Regions from separate parts of the Sus scrofa genome. Here region 2 is linked to region 1. A link is a contact called in public promoter capture Hi-C data. All regions are on one chromosome and are shown on one strand. Each heading gives the region's core, a stretch centred on a gene start, on an enhancer-like site or on the middle of the called end of the contact. The rest is flanking DNA. Distances are from core to core; before and after follow the strand shown.

Evidence for each region. Promoter capture Hi-C pulls out the DNA fragments that hold promoters and counts their contacts.
Region 2: a contact with region 1 is called in a promoter capture Hi-C map of fetal skeletal muscle, with 5 times the contacts expected there. The contact joins the promoter of FAM19A3 here to the promoter of WNT2B in region 1. A contact is called at or near these places in 1 of 5 promoter capture datasets (fetal skeletal muscle) and 5 of 47 Hi-C or Micro-C datasets (fetal heart ventricle, liver, omental adipose tissue and 2 more).

The regions. Positions count from the first base shown.
Region 1 is chr4:107,921,451-107,924,647 of Sscrofa11.1, reverse strand. It overlaps WNT2B (protein Wnt-2b), which reads left to right and starts at 1,305. Exons shown (of 5, transcript XM_003125849.5): 1 at 1,305-3,197. All of the region lies in intron 14 of ST7L (suppressor of tumorigenicity 7 protein-like), which reads right to left.
Region 2 is chr4:107,717,569-107,720,922 of Sscrofa11.1, reverse strand. FAM19A3 (protein FAM19A3) reads left to right here and starts at 1,568. Exons shown (of 8, transcript XR_001303450.2): 1 at 1,568-1,921; 2 at 3,103-3,160.

The sequences.
Region 1 (3,197 bases), core at 56-2,555:
GTAGACCCGGGTGGAGTAAGAGCTGTTTACTTACACCCAAACTCCCCTTAGCTCATCTCCATTCCCATCCAAGGGCCAGTAAAAATTCAAAATCACTGAGCCACACACAGCTGAGAATAGTGGAAAAAGATGGGGGGGGGTAGTCCTGGGATTCTCCCTCAGGCCTTTTCTGCCTCAGCAGACAGCAGAGCCTTATCATCCCAGCCTTTAGATGGCTTTATTGCATTTGCATGTAAATGCCTTGGGGGTGAGACCCTTTTACTCCTGTCTTTTAGGATGCCCTAGCCAGTGCTCAGTGTACAGCAGGACCTCAGTAAGTGCTGACTTGACTCCAGGCAGGGGCCCTCTCGACCAGAACTTGACTCCCAAATCAGCGACTCCTCCCCTGGCTCCGGTTACGATGGAGTGGAGGTGGGGGATGGGAGGGAAGAGCAGGTCAGGCGCTAGTTTGAGCCTCTGGCCTTGACCCTCTGCCTGGAAGCCCCACAACAAGCCCTTGCGTGAGGAGCTGAGCTCTCCAGTAGAGTTTAGGACCTTGAGGCTGGAAGTTTATTTTGAGATTTGAAGTCCAAAGTGGCAGATCCCAGAAAACCTCTTCTCTGGCTCCGTATTTGTTCTCAAGTTAAGTGGTTGAGTGCAGTTCTTGCAGTCAGCTGGCTCCTGCAGCCTGGGGTTCCTCCTGGGGAGTTGAGGGCTCTGAGGGGAGGGGAAGAAGGAGTGAAGCCCCATCCTGGGTTGTCCACTCTAGGGCAGAGGTAGCCTGTAAGCATTGGGGAGAAGTCTTGTCCCCTCACCCACTTCCCTCCCTCTTGAAGCTGCTGATGTGTTTCTGGGGGCCCCCTTAGCTCAGCAACATGCTTTAGTAGTTGAGCATCTATGTTGTGCCAAGACACAGTCCCACTTGACTATGAAGACAGCTGAAGCCAAAGAAGGGGCCTCATAAGTGAGTTCGGGGCCCATGTGGGCGAGTCCACCCAAGGTTAGGGCTGATGTGATCATCTCCAGCTCCCCACCCTCCAACCTCAGGCCCATATGTAGAAATAAACACAGGGCCAGAGTCACACCCAGGCCTATGCACACAGGGGAGCCTGGGAGAGGCTGCCAGAGCTTGCAGAGCTTAAAGACTGCTGCCCAGCATCAGGGTGGGGCTGGGCTGGGAGGAGGTAAAAGAGTGGTCCAGTGAAAGGGACCTGGCCAGAAATGAGCCTGAGCCTACTTTCTCCCTCACCTGTCCCTATCAGGAAGCTCATCTGCTTCTTCTTTTTTTTTTTTTTTTTTTTTGCTTTTAAGGGCTACACCCACAGCATATGTTAGTTCCCAGGCTAGGGGTCAAATTGGAGCTGCAGCTGCCGACCTACACCACAGCCACAGCAAGGTGGAAACTGAGCCAAGTCTGTGACCTACACCTCAGCTCCAGGCAACGCTGGATCCCCGACCCACTGAGGCAGGCCAGGGATCGAACCTATACCTCATGGACACTAGTCGGATTTCTTTCCACTGCATCACAATGGGAACTCTGAGTCTGCTTCTTTTTAAGGAGAGGGCTGAGTGGAGCCTCCCGGACAGAGAGAGAGAAGGAAGGAGAGGGGAGAAGAGTCATGTTGGCAGTGAGGGATGTGGCCAGCATGCGGGCCCCGCTTGGTCTCTGTATTCACCCCTTGTTCATTCCCATCAGCTCCAGTCCAACCCCTACTTTCCACCTACCCCAAGGATGGGCACCTTCTTCCCTGCATGACTTGGATAACCCCTGTTACCTGTCTAAAGTCCTCTCCTCCTCCCTAGCTCACTCTGCAGTTAGCCCACTCCCAATTCTGTCTTGCTGGCTGTGCCGTCTGCTTGGGGTGCTCTTCACCAAGAATCCACTGGCTTATTCCCTCACCGTCTTCAAGTCTCTGCTTGAATGTCATCTTAATGAGGTCTACTCTGATCATCCTAGTTACAACTCTATTGTTTCTCACTTTTTAACATACTCTATGTTTTACTTATCTTCTCCCAATAGAAGTTAAACTCCACACCCGCAGGAAGTGTTTTGCTTTCTTCACTGATGTGCCGAGCATAGTCTGCCATGTGGGAGGGGGTAAATACTTGCTGAATTATTGAATTCACTCCACCCCCACCATAGAAAGTGAGGTAAAGGGGTGAGAGATGGGGAGAGGGGATAATGGGCTCTCACAGCCCTTCTCCCTCATATCTGCCTATGGGATGTCTGCAGCCTCTTGGCAGCCAGCTGCACCCTGTCTGGTCACACTTCCGAGTCTCAAACACCGACCACCCCCAACCCCCCAGCCAAGAACTGACAGTGAGTTTGGGGTTGAAGAGGGTGGGCAGCTTCCAGCGCGTTGTTTACACCGGGGCTTTATAGTTTAACTAAAGACACCTGGGAAAGAGGGGCTCCGCAGGAGAAACTGAGGCTGGAGAAGGGGTTGGGGCCAGAACCCAGGCAGACTCTGGAAACTCTGTTTACCTCTCAGTAAGGGCCACCCTACCTTCAGAAGCTCTACCTGCCTGCTTAGGAAGTGCTGAGGAAAGAGGGAAGTCAATTTCTACAGCCACCACCTCCACACCCCTTCCCAATTTACCACGCCCCTAGGCGGTGAGCAAGCTGGCGGGGGGGCCGGGGGGGGCGTGGGGTGGAGAGGAGGAAGGGTGGAAAGGTGAAGGAAATGGCTTCGGGGCTTCCACTTTCTCAGCAGGACCCCCACCCTGGCCTCTGGATCGGGAAAGCTGCCCAGCTGTTTCTGATTCTTTCGTACTCGCAGCCCCGCCCGAAGGGGTCGGGGACCGAGGCATCGGGAAGCAGGGCGAGAGTAAGCTCAGGGGATCCCGTGCGGTAAAGGGCGGGGAGTCCGCAGGTGTGCCCCTCCGCTTCGGCCATGGATTCCTGGTCAACAGGCGGGAGGGTGGCGTGAGGTCGGGGGCTGTGCATAAACGTTGTGTGTACTCGAGGGGTGCGGCGGGCAGCGGATAGGAGTAACTGGAGGCAACGAGGCGTAGGTGAGAGAAGCCCCTACCTGAAATTTGCTGCCCGTGGCACCCTTGTTGGCAGCGATGGAAAGGGAGATTCTCCCGTACTCCCCGTGGCGTAGATTCTACCCATTTCACAGAAGCGCGAGAACGAAGAAAGGACACGAGGAAATGACTGCGTCCTCTGTGGCTCACTCCAGTGTCACTGTAGGTTAAATGACAGAGGAAAATGT
Region 2 (3,354 bases), core at 319-2,818, 200 kb after region 1:
GGGACCATGCAGAGGTTCAGAGCCCAGAACTGGGCCTCTTCCCTTTGCCTCTCTCCTTCCCATTACACTCTTAAACTAATCCCAGAGCACTCTTAAACTAATAGGAGTGTCCTTCAATTATGAGACAAATTCACAGACAACCACCTCCCCCTTTCATCTGTCTAACACTTTTGTATCCAGAATCTCACCTCTAAAGAATTATATAATATACAAATGCAATTATATTACAATTTTTATGGTGGAGAAACTGAGTCCCAGGAGTTCCCCTCATGGCTCAGTGGTTAACGAACCCGACTAGCATCCATGAGGACATGGGTTCAATCCCTGGCCTCGCTCAGTGGGGTTAAGGATCTGGCATTTCTGTGAGCTGTGGTGTAGATCACAGATGCAGCTCAGATCCTGCATTGCTGTGGCTCTGGCTTAGGCTGGCAGCTACAGCTCTGATTCAGTCCCTAGTCTGAGAACCTCCATATGCTGCCCGGTGCACCCCTAAAAGACAAAAAGACAAAAAAAAAAAAAAAAAAAAAAAAGAGGAGTTCCCATCATGGCACAGTGGTTAACGAATCTGACTAGGAACCATGAGGTTGCAGGTTTAATCCCTGGCCTTGCTCAGTGGGTTAAGGATCCGGCATTGCCTTGAGCTGTGGTGTAGGTCACAGACGTGGCTTGGATCCCGTATTGTTGTGGCTCTGGCTTAAGCCGGTGGCTCCGATTTGACCCCTAGCCTGGGAACCTCCATATGCCTCCAGCGCAGCCCTAGAAAAAGACAAGAAACAAAAAACAAGAGTCCCAGAGTTTCATCCCCAAGTTGGAGTTCATACCCATCAGCCACAAGCCTACCAAAGCCATCCTGTCTGCCTGTCCCCTAGTCCTTCCTGTCCCAGAAGACACCACTCCTAGGGCAGAGATCATTCGCTGTTTCCTCTTGGTTTTAGCATTTTAACAATGGAGGGCTAGCAAAGCAACCTGCATTGCTATGGAGAATTTTCAGATAGGATTGAGGAGGGGTGCCCCTGCAGTTTATGGACGTTCTGGGCCAGGGATCAAACCCACACCACAGCAGCAACCTGAGCCACAGTAGTGACAATTCCAGATCCTTAACCCACTGCACCACCAAGGAACTCCTCAAATAGGAATGTTCTACATCTTTTCTGCCCAATGCAGTAGTCCCTAGCTACATGTAGCTATTTAGTACTTGAAATATTGTGAGTGTAAATGAGAAACTTACTTTAAGATGTTTAATTTATATTTTGATTTAAGTAACTACATAAGGCTGGTGGCTAGTATTGGACAGTGCAGTTCGGGAATATTCGACTCAGAACTCCTGAAGATCTGGGCTATCACTTCTCACACTAAGCACCCCCACCCCAGGCCCTCCAGAATTTTGAGCGACCTTTCTGAGTTACCCTGGCAGCGCCAGGGAGGTAGATGGTCCACTGGACTGCGCTGTGGTGGCCTGCGGCCCTCTTTTACCTGGTCTCGCCTCGGCCGCCAGGGGTCGCTGCGCCCCGGCTGGGAGCGCCGGGCGGACTGAGCGCCGTGTGCGGTGCCCCGCGCGGTCCGGGAGGAGGCGGTGACGCGGGAGGAGGGCTGGCGAAGCGGGGGCGGCCCCCGGAGAGGAAGAGGAGGCGGCGGTGGCCGCTGTGTGCTCGCTGGCGGTCCTGCGGGCAGGAGCCTCGGAAGGACCCTGGCTGAACTCTGCAGAACTGGCCGGGCGGGCCCGGAGCTCCTCGGTGCCCAGAGCGGGCCCGGCATGACCGTGATGCTAGTTTGGCCAGAGCCCCTCCGCCTCGGGGACGCATCAACTTGGTGAAGGGGACAGGGCTCCGGACTAGACAGCAACCGAGCTGGCCGCTCCCGGCTGCAGTCTCCCTTTCGGAGTCTCTATCCAGGGCTCAGAGGCGAGGAGACTCTCGGGCAGGTGGGTTGAACCAGTGGGAACCATCGTAGGGTAACGAGTGGGCACCGCCGTGGGGCAGGTAGGTCCCAGGATGGGGGTTCAGAATTGGGAGGACTGAGCGGTTGCGGGGCGGGGGCGGGAGAAGACAGAGAAAGATTAGAGGATCTTGCGGTTCTCATTCTCAGCCCATGCTAGTATGCAGGGGTTGGGTGAAACAGCCTGGGAAACTGAGGCGCGAGCGTGGAAGCCTGAGAACAACTCCCAGAAGCTTCTTTCTCTAGATCTCTCTGAGGGAGGGGACAGAGGGCGGGAGGACCCACCCCAGTGCCCACCCCAGGTCTGGTATTGGGGTCCATAGGAGAGAGGGGAGGGGTGGCAGCTCAGAGAGAAAAGACACAGCTGCGTTTGTCATGATCAAAACGAAGTGTTCTGATGGAGACAGGGAGAGAAGACACCTCCTCAGAAAAGAGGTACTTCTAGAAGCTCTCTGCCTATGGAGTACACCCACCCTAGAAGTACTGATAGCACTCCCACCCTCTGTCCTCATTGTCCTTTCTGGGCTCTCACTCTGGGAAGCTAGGGCATGGGTTCTCCGTCTCTCTTGGGCCCCACTATCCTACCTGCCTCAGCTCCACTTCCCTTTGGAGGCTGAAGGAGGGGAGATCTTAGGGAGAAATGGAGAAGCTTTGGGGCTAGGGCCTCTGGGAATGGGGGTGAGGGTGGCAGAGCTGAGCCAACTCCTGTCAAGTTCAGGAAGCAGGTGTGATGGGGCCAGGATGAGGAGGCAGAGAGGATTCAGGACCTCGGTCAGTATTCACAGGCACCTCTTTCCAGCATCAGTCTCAGCAGCAGGGCCTGAAGGCCAAGAACTCTTCCTTGACCTTCAGCTCCTTCCCTAGCCAGAGAGATGACAGCATTGATTCTTAGACACCTCCTACCACCAGCCCTGCTTCACTCCTGGGACACAGAAACTCCCTCCAGTTTCTCTTCTGAGGCTTACCACCCTACTGTGCTTCCAGAGTCTGTAAGGACCCCTGTGGATTCCCAGGGCCAAGGAAGGACCCCCCTGCTCTCTGAATTAGGCTCTACCTCAGTGCCCAGTCCACCCCCCATGTCCCCACCCAGGCCCTCCTCCATCTCCTGCAGGGCCACGAGCTCCTTCTGTCCTTGGCAGACCCTGAGAATCTTTCCTCCTTGTCTAGGTAGAGTGAATCCGAAGCCAGTGGATGAACAGACAGAAGCTAAAAGATCCCCAAAAAGGTGAGTGAGGAGGCAGTTGATCAGGGGGAGTAGGAGGGTGAACAGAGATGAAGCACCCAATCCAAGGGAGCAGCCATCTGGCCTCTGGTGTTTCCAGCACGTGCTGGTGCCTGAGGAAGCCCAGTGATGCTGCAAGAGGCCAGCAGTGCAGCAGAGGGGGTGGTCCAGGCCCCTTCCATGCTTGGATGGCCCCC